Regions from separate parts of the Xenopus laevis genome. Here region 2 is linked to region 1. The links are chromatin contacts, called in public Hi-C maps. All regions are on one chromosome and are shown on one strand. Each heading gives the region's core, a stretch centred on a gene start, on an enhancer-like site or on the middle of the called end of the contact. The rest is flanking DNA. Distances are from core to core; before and after follow the strand shown.

What was found. A called contact is a pair of places that touch in the nucleus more often than the background predicts.
Region 2: a Hi-C map of the XL177 cell line shows a contact between it and region 1, with 5 times the contacts expected there. The contact joins two enhancer-like sites. A contact is called at or near these places in 2 of 4 Hi-C or Micro-C datasets (the XL177 cell line and the XTC cell line).

What each region holds. Positions count from the first base shown.
Region 1 is chr3L:87,522,532-87,528,667 of Xenopus_laevis_v10.1, reverse strand. frmd4a.L (FERM domain-containing protein 4A) reads right to left here. Exons shown (of 23, transcript XM_018252720.2): 5 at 3,565-3,649. Among protein-coding and RNA genes, the nearest start is that of LOC108711218, 39 kb to the left of the region's middle. Within about 2 kb of position 1,932, at least 2 of the 7 cell types and tissues checked have an H3K27ac peak or open chromatin away from gene starts, as enhancers often do.
Region 2 is chr3L:87,611,079-87,617,314 of Xenopus_laevis_v10.1, reverse strand. No RefSeq gene overlaps it. Among protein-coding and RNA genes, the nearest start is that of bend7.L, 11 kb to the left of the region's middle. Within about 2 kb of position 1,319, at least 1 of the 7 cell types and tissues checked has an H3K27ac peak or open chromatin away from gene starts, as enhancers often do.

The sequences.
Region 1 (6,136 bases), core at 683-3,182:
CACTGAGTTTTTATTAGCTGCATTAGGCAAACCCATAGGACGAAGTTATACTGGCACTTTAGGTTGCAGGCTATGATGAATAAATACAATGGGCAACAGTACAGATTGGAGCATTGCATTTGGGGGAATCAAGCAACAGGTGCTGTAAGATTGGTAGTTTTTATTTGTGTATTTATGTTATCCACCCAATTAGAGAATCTCTCTGGGGCAGGGACTACTTTCTACTGTGTCTTTTAATAACTTAAAAGACACAGTAGAACTTTTTCAGTTAAATAATATTTATACTTATTTATAAGTTTGATATACATACCTAGTTACTGAAGGCTGATTCCACCGAGAAAAACATAAGTGTTTCCTGTAACTGTCCCTGTATCTGTACTAACAGGTTCATATTATATGTGCTGAGTGAGAGGGTGTATGGTTGGAAAGTAACGAAAGTCAACAAAAATAAACACGATAGGCATGTTCCTTTTCTTTTCCCTTATCTACTATGTCTCTATAGCAAGATGTCCGGAAGCAAATGTAAGTAAGATGATCACATGCACGTATCTATTACTTAGGTGGGGTCTGTATTTGGAAGGATAGAATAATTACTGTGTGCCTGGGATACCCTTAATAAACAGGTAGACGTACATCTCAGTGAAGAAATCAGCACAGGAAGGAAGTAGGAACTATGTACAATGTAGCAATGATTTATTTGGGTCCCCTTTTTAATAGAAATCAATGAGCAGTTTAAATGCTACGTCAATGCACACACCTCCTGACATTTATTACAGAGTGTTTCTGCTGTATAGTGGCATAAGCTAGAGTCAGTTATCATCTGCCTTTCAGTTCTTATAGAGAGATGAAATCAAACCTGGGAAATGATTTACTGAAACAGAAACCTGCTGATTCATCAATGTTCCAGCTGGACCTGATTTTATGATTTCAGCTGTGTGCCTTCATACCTGGGATGTTGGGGTTTATAGTAGTTTTTAACAATACAATACTAAAATCCATCTTCTTCTCCAAAAGCCTTGCTTTAAAAAGCACAGGTTGGCCAGAGAGCTTAGGCACAGGTAGACATTAGCTTTTGATGCGGGTAGAAAACTGAATGTTCCCAAGGCAACCAGGCAGGCATCGTCATTCCCTTCTCACGGCCTCCCCCCCCCCTAAAAGCTCTTCCAGTCATGGTTGCTGCTTTTCATTGAATAACAATCAAAGCACTGTTCTGCATTTCTGATTTAATTAACTGCCTCTAAGGTATTCTTAGCCTTTTATTTAAATCTCCAACTCCCACCACTAAAATATGCATATTTGTGTCAGGATATGTGATTTAGGGCACCTTAGACTCTTATTGGATAGGATGCACTGCTGACTTGCTACTACATCACCTGGCATTCATAGAGAATGTTGTTGGAGGGTCATAGAATGAAGCTAGGTTCTTAAATATTATCTTTAAAAAAATCAGAAGCTGCACCTGGCATAATTTATGTATCAGTTTCAATTTCCATAGGAAAATAAGAACTATACAGAATAAGTAGAAGAAATTAAAATTTCAAGCTAAGCCTCATACCAATAGTCTCAGTCAGGAAACTGCTTATCTGTAGCAACCAACTTTTTGTTCCGAGACCATAATGTTTAGTCAACAGGAATGCCACTTTCAATAGACTGCAGACTGCTACATACTCTCTGACAGGCAAACACTACCATACTTAGAATTGTTACCCTGAATGCTATAGTTTTAATGTGACCTTGGCCTCTTTGTATTAAAATATACGCCCACCCTCCCCAAGGAACACATTGGCCTGAATACGCTCCTATCAGAGGGACTTGGGGAAAACTTTCATCTTCCACTTACTTGCACTTTGTAGAGGGTGATTGTGAGAAAGAATGCAGAGAGATCACAGACTTTCAGGCAAATAGTTAACCCCAAGCAGGAAGAAAGGGACTGGCCAGCAGGCCCAGGAGACCTACCCATTGTTCCCCACTAATTGCTTTACATTCCATGTGCATCTTCTCTAATAGAGGCCGAGCAAGGGAAACATATGCACTAACACAACTGCATTCAGTTAACTGGGAAAAAGTTGTTGGCTGCATACAAAACATCATCTGTAAGATACACCTTACTGTCTCTGTATATTTATTTAGCATTTCTGCTGTATTACTGTTTAAGGAGAAGCCCAGCAACTGTTGGCCAGTTATTGCTCTCAACATGCTCCCAGAGCAATGCTAGAAGTTGTAGTTCAAAAGCATCTTGATGGTGGTAGGATGGACACCACTGTTCTAAGGTTTGCATCCTTGCCATCTGGCTACAGAATTCTAAAATGAATTAATTAATGAATTAATTAATTGCACAGTGAACCCTTCCCCCCAGATATCTGCTGTTTTTAGTCAGAGTGCTGTCTCTCTGCAACTGCAAATCTTCAGTGTCCACTATTATTCAGAGAAAAACAACAAATAAATAAAAGGGGGTTGAAATCTGATGCTTAAAGTGGTTGTTCACCTTCCAACACTTTTTTCAGTTCAGTTGGTTTCAGATAGTTCACCAGAAATAAAGACTTTTTCCAATTACTTTCTATTTTGTATGTGTGACTATTTTTCTAATATTGAAGTATAAAGTGTCATTTTTCACCTTCTAAAGCAGCTGGAGGGGGAGGTCACCGACCCTGTAAACTGTTCTAAATTGATACATTTAGTTGATACATTTCTCATCTGTGTCCCTGCTGAGCAGAATCTCTGGGTTTCATTAAAGGAAGCTGTTGAAATTGATACAATAGTTGCTAATACTCCAGAAATACTGCTGAAAAATGTATCAACTAAATGTAACAGTTTACAGTCTGCACCTGAAATACTGAGCTAGCAAACTCAACCACCAGAGACAGGAATATTAAACGTTAAACTTTTTTTTTTTTAAAAAACTGTAAAAAATAAAAAATGGAAGGTAATTGAAAAAAGTCTTTATTTCTGGGGAACAATCTGAAAACAATAGAACTGAAAAAAGTGTTTGGAAGGCGAACAACCCCTTTAAAGTACTTTGTATGCTATACTTCAAGAACTAATGTAAAGTGCTTCCATCTAGTGGAAATGCATCAGAACTACGCATAATAAATATTTTCTAATAATTGTCTGGTCCTCAGCATCATGCACCTAAAATGCCATAAAATGATTTCTACCATAATCCATATGTAAGAGTAATAGATGCCCATGTTACTTCAAACACAACATATTACAATACAAATAATACATTACACACACCTAACAATCTTTGGTTTTAAATAACTCACTGTATTATCAGCTAACAACATAATGAACATTGCTGTAATGCTCAAAGCATGGAATGTGCTTTATCTAAATTATTAAAGAGACAGTAGCAGAAGCTCACTTAATAAATCAATTCAGCATCTAGATCTACAAATATATAACAGTTTATCTATTCATTCACAGCATACCTAAAACCAAAGTGTATGCAAAAAATCATCTACTGTCATTTATTTAATGGTTTGGAAATGCTGGCACACCAGAAAGCAATGCTTAGAAGGCTGGCTTTGCTTTTTAACTTATTTACAATAAAGAATGAATTACCTTGTATATACAAGACTTGGCATTAAGGAAGAACAGCTCAATTGTTGCATTGTCCTTCAGGTATGATATACTTTCTATGTAAAACCTGCAAAACAAAGAAAGAACATTCAGTAAAAAAATCAGCATCAATAACTTAACACTGCAAACATCTGTATCTCCCTGCTCTGAGCAATATCAGTGTCTGACTGATAATGCTGAGAGTTGCACTGCAGCAATACCTGGGCCAATATTAACTGGCAGGCCTTTTAAAATAGCCCCAGGTATTGCTGCAGTACAACTGTTTATCTATTTACAGCTCTACCTAAAACCTACATGACACACTAAAACCCAAGTTCACATAAGCATTTTCTAACCTTCATCAGGGTCATACCAACACACTGGGTGTTGGGTGTTTGAGAATTACAGAAGAAGAGGTAATTACACAATATGTACTCAAGCTATTCTTGAATTACAGCCTTTAGGAAGGATACTGGGAGTAGACATGTTAACCCTCCTGTATTAAGGAATTTGTGTGGTTGATGCATGCCATGACGTGTCCAAAAACCTTCTGGTCTAGGGTGGCAAACATATTACATAGTGCTTTACAGATGGTTTTCATCATTCAAATCAGGCATAGCCCCAATGGAGACAAGCTGATTTGCAATAGTGGAAGAAAACCACAACTCTTTTATTGGGACTTCCTGTTTATAGTTGGTTCCACTGTTATTAAAGGAATTGTACACTAGTTATAATATAGTGAATAAAGTACCCCCTCTTATAAAATATAAGGGTATTATACGTTTCCGAGGAGTTCCATGATCATATAAAAGGCCGAAGGCCGAGTGCTTTTATAAAGGTCGCGGAACTCCTAGGTGACTTCTAATATCTTCATATTTTGCAAAAGGGTGTACTTTATATATTATAATACACAAGTTTCAGCGAGTCAAATGACATCACTGATTATAACCAATGACATCACTAAGCACTGTTTACAAGGATATAATTTACAGGATATTCATGGCTCTTGTATATTATAATAATGATAATATGATGTTACTATAGGGGTGTAGTCTACCACCTAATACTGTAGCTCCTGCATCATAGAGAGACAACAACAAAGAGATCCCAAGCTCAGTGTTAGAAAACAAGAACCACTGTTAATGTCTCCACTAAAGATGACAACTTGTTATAAAACATGTTTTGCATAGAAAGGTCAGATAGGAAATGAATAGGGTTGTAGAACCATTCAAACGTTAGGCTGATGGTTTGCCCCTCAGCCAGCCCCCTCACTGAAATGCACAGACCATGCCCCCACTCAGGAAGTTTGCGGAATTGTCAAAACCACAGTTTTCACAATCTTATAAATAATCTATTAATATAGCATGTAAATAATAGAGGAGGTCTATCCATTACCATTACAAATGAGTTGAAACTAGAAGCACAGCAGAGAGAGTGATGACTAAGTTAATTCACTTGCCTAATGACAAAGGCCACTCAGTTTCTCAGTAATAATGTAGTTTCTAAAGCAGGTACATTGCTCTCATATGCATACAGTGTAACATTATGGTACTTTATTTAACCTGTCCTTTGTGTATCTGCCAAAACTACCACAGAGCAGCAAAATAAATGAATAATTAAATAGAACTATGTATTACCAGTGACCTGAGCCAATGTTCCTGTGCAGTGTCGGACTGGCCCACCAGGATACCAGGAAAAGTCCAGGTGGGCCTAGGTGTCAGTGGGCCTTCATGGCCTATTTCATGGCCATTACCTATTTCTATGAGAACAAAGTGGCTAGATAGATGGAATAACAGATTATAATAAAGAAAAAGATACTAGGAGAATAGGAGTGGAAGAATAATAGTATTACGAGTGGGCCACATGCCTAAGATTAATTGGTGGGCCCCTGGTCAAAGGTTTTTAGGCGGCCCCCTGGTGTCCCAGTCCGACACTGTTCCTGTGTATGTGCTTTGTAGTGAATTACTAGATCTTCCAGGGTTAAATTGCTTAACTGGTAACTATTCACCCACAGGAGGGAAAAAAGCAAATGGCAGAAAATTTGCAAACACACATTTAAAAAAAACTGTCTTGTATTTCAGGGCTAATACACTCATGATAGCCCATGTGTCTGATAAGTACACAGGAATCTTGTTATTTCAAGTGACCGACTTCAGGGAGGAAGTTCAATGATACTTCAGAAAGTAGCAGCTGAATGTCTGTTTTCACCCTATAAGTCTCTGATATTTGATACTTAAGTTATGCTTGAACATAAAATACAAATTTAAATCATTAAGTCGATTTAGCATGTTATGTTTGCAGAGTGTGGCACTAAATGCATGATAATCCCATCCCATTTAGACTAAGCCCTACGGGGTAGGGTCCTCTAGCCTTTTGTTTCCTTGACACTGAGCACTTAATCTGTATTATAATTATATTTTCTATATTTATGTGAATTGTATTTCTAATAATGCACTTATTGTTACTTTTTATTCCAATGACCCCTTGTTTGTTACTACTAATTTATTGTTTTGCTGTACAGTGCTTTGCCCTTGAGGAGCGCTTTACAAATAAAAATATACATATATACATACAT
Region 2 (6,236 bases), core at 70-2,569, 89 kb before region 1:
CAAGTTTCAGTGAGTCATGTGACAGAAATGACATCACTACTCACCGTTTATAACTGATGACATCAGAACTCACCGTTTATAAGGATATCATTTACAGGATATTCATGGCTTTTGTGTATTATATGCAAATAATTGCAAATAATTATACTTGTATTATTCTTTGACTTGAAGTCATTCATTTAGTATTCCTCTTTTATATATAACTGTATACAAGTAAAATACAAATGGGATACAATGGAGGGCAGTTAGTAACTTTACCTTCCTTTTGGCAATGATTAAAAATGAATAACATTTGTGTAGTGCAGGGTACTGGAGCTATGCTATCTAGTACTCAATCCTTATCATTATATAGCTCCACCAGCTTAAATATCCCTCGGACCAATTTTTCGCTATAGATTCGTCTTCATATAAAGCTTGCCAAAGAAGAATCTATAGCGAAAAATTGGTCCGAGGGATATTTAAGCTGGTGGAGCTATATAATGATAAGGATTGAGTACTAGATAGCATAGCTCATGCACCTATTAACACGCTTTGCAGTGAGGTTTATTTGATCTTGTTAATGCCCATAGTTGCAGATTTCCTTCCTCAATATATTTAGGTATATCATCTTAGCTAGCAACATTTTATACAGTGTTGCAGGCTCTAAAGAAACTAGATGGTAATTTTGTTTACATGTATTGCAACATTTTTTAATAGATAAGACTAGATACATTGGTATGAGACATTGTTTAAACAAATGTTTTTAATCTTTACACAATTTTTTATGCTTTTCACATATAGTTTTAACATACAATTTCTGGGCACTAATGGCCGTATATATATATCTTGGACACAGGCTAAGATATAATGTTCACAGAATAGATGTGAGAAGAGCATTATCACTTTTAATATATTGTATACTAAGGATTCACGCATATGTTGTTTTAATGAGGGATTGACTTTGATTGGTTGAGGGGGTTATTTAATGATGTGCCACACTTCCTGTTATTATCCTGATGACGGCTCCAAGTGAGCCGAAACGCGTTGATACACCATGTACCAATGAAGGATTTTTTTGATACACGCTGGATGGCGACTGCTGTGAGTGCTTTCGTGGACTGCTAAAAATTTTTTGGTTAGCACCCAGCAAATGATTATGTGAAGGGTGAGTGCCGATAATTTCTCTCTCTCCGCTTGTTTGTATCACAGGATACCTAGTACTACTTGATATTTGATAATATAGTGAAACACATTTTCCTTTTTATCCACAAGGTGGCTTATTGGAGCACTTTTCATGTAGGAGCCTGAGCAAAGGATCTGAAAGGGCAATCTTAACATGAAACTTACCATGCATAATAAGTAAACAGCTAGTGCTCACATGAAGCAGTTTTTCTTTATGCAGGTCCAAATTATAATGGAGGCTTTAGGTTTATGTGTGCCGGTTTATTAAAAATTGTTATTCCAAGCACTGAACCTGATCCTGATATGATGTTTCAATTGCATAAAGCAGAGCTATGGATTTAATAAGAACTGATTTCTGTAGTGTCAGGAAAAAATCTATTTGGAAACACAGATGTTGTCCCTTAAAGGAAAACTAAACCCCCTAGTAACAACAGCCCCCTTAACTGCCTTTTATTAGCCCCCCTCTCTTCTCCCTCCCGCACTGTTTATTAGTCAGAAAGGTGCTTGTGAAAAAAACCTAGTGACTTGTAAATGTATCACTGCTGTTTTCTGTTATATACTGATACTCTTGTTCATAGCCTTGTCCCTGTTACACACTAGCCTTATATTTATACAGTGTATATGATTATTATCTACAATGCCCCTATAAATATTATGTGGACCCAGCAAAAAGTAATACATTTTGGGTATGCAGATTCTAACAAAGTTTCAATACTAGGAGCCAGATCTAAATAATTTTAACCTTCAGAAGTATATACATTACTGTATGTTTAGAGTATTGATGCATCTGGCAAGTGTATTTCTTTTGACCCCATATTTCAGCCTATGAACTAACATTTGATATTTAATCTTCTTACTTACTTAAATCATGTTTGGCTATACTATTGCATATTGTTGCTTTAAACTCTCTATGTCTGACATTTGAACGCCAGTTTCTACTGATTGTGGTTCTGCCACTTCGCCAGCAGTAGGTTTCCAAAGATAACATTGTGGCTAGTGTGACAGGTGCGTGCAAAAATGGGAAAAAAGAAATAACGTTTCTAACAAGAATTTCTATATTTCACAAAACCAATCAGTGTTGCAGAAAAAAACTTGGCTGCATTTAAATGTGCAGACCATTAACTTATGTGTAATGCAGTATGTTAAACCTCTTAATTGAGCAGAACATTGCTGATGAGAGGGGTCAAATAAAATGGTTTTAATGAAAAGCCAAAAAAAAAACAAGTTAAAATAAGTGATTACATTTTCAGCACTTGCCTAGTAACTGAATTGTGTTTTTCTGATCTTTCCCTTACCTCTGTTTCGCTAAGATCAATTGTGTATACTGGCTAACCTCTTACTGTGCAGTGAACCCAATGGGACCTGAGCTCAAGTTGACCTGCACAGAATGTTTGCATCAGTTCTCACTTTAACTACATTTCTGCTAAATGTATAACATTGTCAGAAGTTCAGAACAATAGTTCATGTATATATAAAAGACAATTTCAAGAATTCATTTAAAGAGGAACTCTTTTTATAGGAGTATATTTAGGGAGTGGCCCACAGGGATAGGTGACAGCTGCAAAAGATCAGTGTCGGACTGGCCCACAGAGATACCAAGAAAAGTCCTGGTGTGCCAAGGTGTCAGTGGGCCCTTTTGCTGCTAAACATTTGGCCTATTTCATGGCCATTCCCTATTTTTATGAGAAATAGATGGAAAAATAGATTGTAGTATGTAGAGAAAAGAGACTAGGAGAATAGAGGTTGAGTGAGGAGAGAAAGAATAATATTACTAAGTGTGGGCCCCTGGTCTAAGATTAATTGGTGGGCCCCTGGTGTCCCAGTCCGACACTGCAAAAGATACTCATTGACCTGTATATGTTCTTATTAAAACTGAAAACTCAATGTGCCACGACTAGATCATTATCTCCTTGATAAAATGGAATTAAGTGATGTCTGAAAAATTGTAAAAATAACTGATCAGAAGGCGCATTCACAATGCCACATACAGTGTGCAAAGTACAAATGAGCCATATTGCACTTTGCCCACTGCATGGGGCATTTTGCAAACAGCCATAGGCCTCGGCACTCCAAAATGGACTTGGGAACAAGACTTGTTAGGCCACTCCCAATTATAAATGGGCGGGGGAGAAGTACGAAGGTGTCCTTCCCTCCCGTCCCTAATTTGTGCATCATTTATATGTTCAAATTAGGGACCAAAAGGGGGCACATATATATTTAATTATAGGTGCCATAATACAATCAATATTCAACTGTATGAACAAACACAGCAGCTTTCTTGTCAAAGAATTGGCACTTGAGCAGCTGCCTCCCACAGGGCACTTCTCTAGCAGAACAGTTTTCTACTTCTGCTTGCTACTTCATTCTTTGCTACTAGACCTCTCACTCTGCGAGTGTGAGAACCTTGTCTCAGACGGCATTGCCCCCCAAGTTACCACCTTTAAGAGCCAAATTTAAACTAGAAATTTGGCTCTTCTAGAGGAGAGTGTGATTGTGCTCTCTGCACTTGCACTGTGCCCCCGCTGGACCCACTACTACAGAAGGTAAGGTAAGAGCAGTGGCGAGGCTGTCCCGAATCACCCCTGCACCCTTGGCACCAATCTATCTCAGCAGAGCCAAAACTTCACACTAATACTGTTGTGATAGCATTGCATTTTGTCACTCACTAAAAAGTCATCGAAAATGTTTTTGCAATTGTCTAAGTGCATCAGGGAGAAAATTCCACAATTTTACTCTCTTTCAATTCATTCCTCATTTGTCATTAACAAAGATTAAATATAAGCAAATCCAATATAGATCCTTGTGGCACTCCACGTAGAGCCAGGGAGGCTGATGATTTTTTATAGGTTGAGAAATAATGCAACCTTTTAAAAAAACACAAGCCAAAGTGAAATCACATTGTCCCATTAAAGGGGTTGTTCACCTTCCAACACTTTTTTCAGTTCAGTTGGTTTCAAATAGTTTACCAGAAATAAAGGCTTTTTCCAATTACTTTTTTTTTTTTATGTGTGACCTTAAGTTAAGTATAAAGTGTCATTTTTCACCTTCTAAAGTAGCTCTGAAAGGGTGGTCTCCGACTCTGTTAACTGTTCTAAATTGATACATTTAGTTGATACATTTCTTATCTTTGTCCCTGCTGACCAGAATCCATGAGTTTCATTGAAGGCATTTGTTATAATTGATACTATAGTTGCTAATACTCCAGAGATGCTGCTGAGAAATGTGTCAACAATATGTTGCAAACTTGTAACAGTTTAGAGTCTTTGCCTGAATTGCTGAGCTCCCAGACTGAAACACCAGAGACAGGGACATTGAGGGGCACATTTACTAAGGGTCGAATATTGAGGGTTAATTAACCCTCGATATTCGACCATCGAAGTAAAATCCTTCGACTTCGATCAGAAATTGCTAGGAAAGCTTACATTGGTGCTCGGACAGTACTTTGACTATTGAATAGTTGAATGATTTTTAGTTCGAATCGTTCGATTCAAAGTCGAAGTCGTAGTCGAAGTTCGAAGTAGCCAATTTGATGGTCGAAGTAGCCAAAAAAAACCTTCGAAATTCTAAGTTTTTTTCATTCGAATTCTTCACTCGAGCTTAGTAAATGTGTCCCTTAAACTTAGATTTTGGACGGTAGAAAAGAAAAAATGGAAAATAATTGAAAAAAGTCTTTATTCCTGGTGAACAATCTCAATACAATTGAACGGGAAAAAAAGTGTTTGGAAGGTGAACAACCCCTTTAATTTTCAGTGAGGCTGAAACCCTCTAACATTTTAATAAACTGGGAAAATAAATAAATACAATTATTAGAAACATTGCCCATGAACTTATATAGATTAGCAGCTTTTGACAAAAAATGCCCTCCTTTTCATTCTATGGCAGCCACCTGCAATTGCAACTGCAAACACTCATCAAACAAGTTGAATTGTTGATTCGACATGACACAACTGTCGGATCAAAACTGCGACACCATCTGACAATGCATTCACTTACCTTATTTCCTTTGCATGCGATTTGACACCGGCGTTTTTGTTGCAACATTTTAGGGGGTAATATTGCCCTGTGTGCCTAGGGATGCCACCCGGCCGGTATTTTACAGGCCTAGCCGGTAAAATACCTGCCAGGGCCGGGGCCGGTATTACAAATTTACCGGCAATGTAGCTACCGGTAATTTGTAATACCTATAACAAAAGCCCTTCGCCCTCCGACAGAAACTTACCCCTCCTTCGTCTTCTGCCCCTCTTGTGATGGGGCCCGCCCCTTTCACATCACGCTGCACGTGGCCCGCCCATTTTTACACTCCGCCCATTTACCCGTGACCCGCCCCTTTTTTCGTCACAGCGTTACCGGTGCCAACCCTATGTGTGCCATAGCCCTTATCTTGCCAGCTGTGGACTAAGGGGATGCACCCGTTGACTTTTACTCCAGTGTTTACTGGTCAGTCCATTTTCTGAGTTACATTTTCAGGGACACAAGTGTTAATTAATTGCATTCTGCCTTGGATCTTTGCCCACAGTATTTGACACCAACACTGGACATAAGAACCCAGACACAAAAACTGTTCTTGATTAAACTAGTACTACTGTTGTTCTCCTGTTGTAGTTGACAATAAAGCTCTAAAAAAAGAAAAAAAAGTCACATGACCATGTTGCACCTGGGAAGAGAGTGAGGGGCTGCAGAGGAAATGGTAAGCCCAGTGTTTGTGTTTATTCAAGTAGAGCCTGTTTGTACTGGGGGTGTGTGTGTACCTATGAGAATCATGTGCTAGTGTAGTGTACATGTGTAAATGTGCAGCTGTGTAATATATCTGCTATAGTATGTGTGCAGCCTGGGAGTGTGACATTGTTGCACCTCACAACCATGTAGAACAAAGACTGGCACAAACCGGACTTCTGTTGAAAAAATGCTGCTTTTAAAAAGTGTTGCACCTCAAACAGTTCAGCAGTTATGCATTTGGTTTATATAAAACTGCATGCAAGTCATTTAATAAGTGACAGGGATACTTTAGTGATGTATATTCCCTATGTATACAAATGTTTAGAATGTGTGTGTGTGTGTGATTTTACCATTAAAGT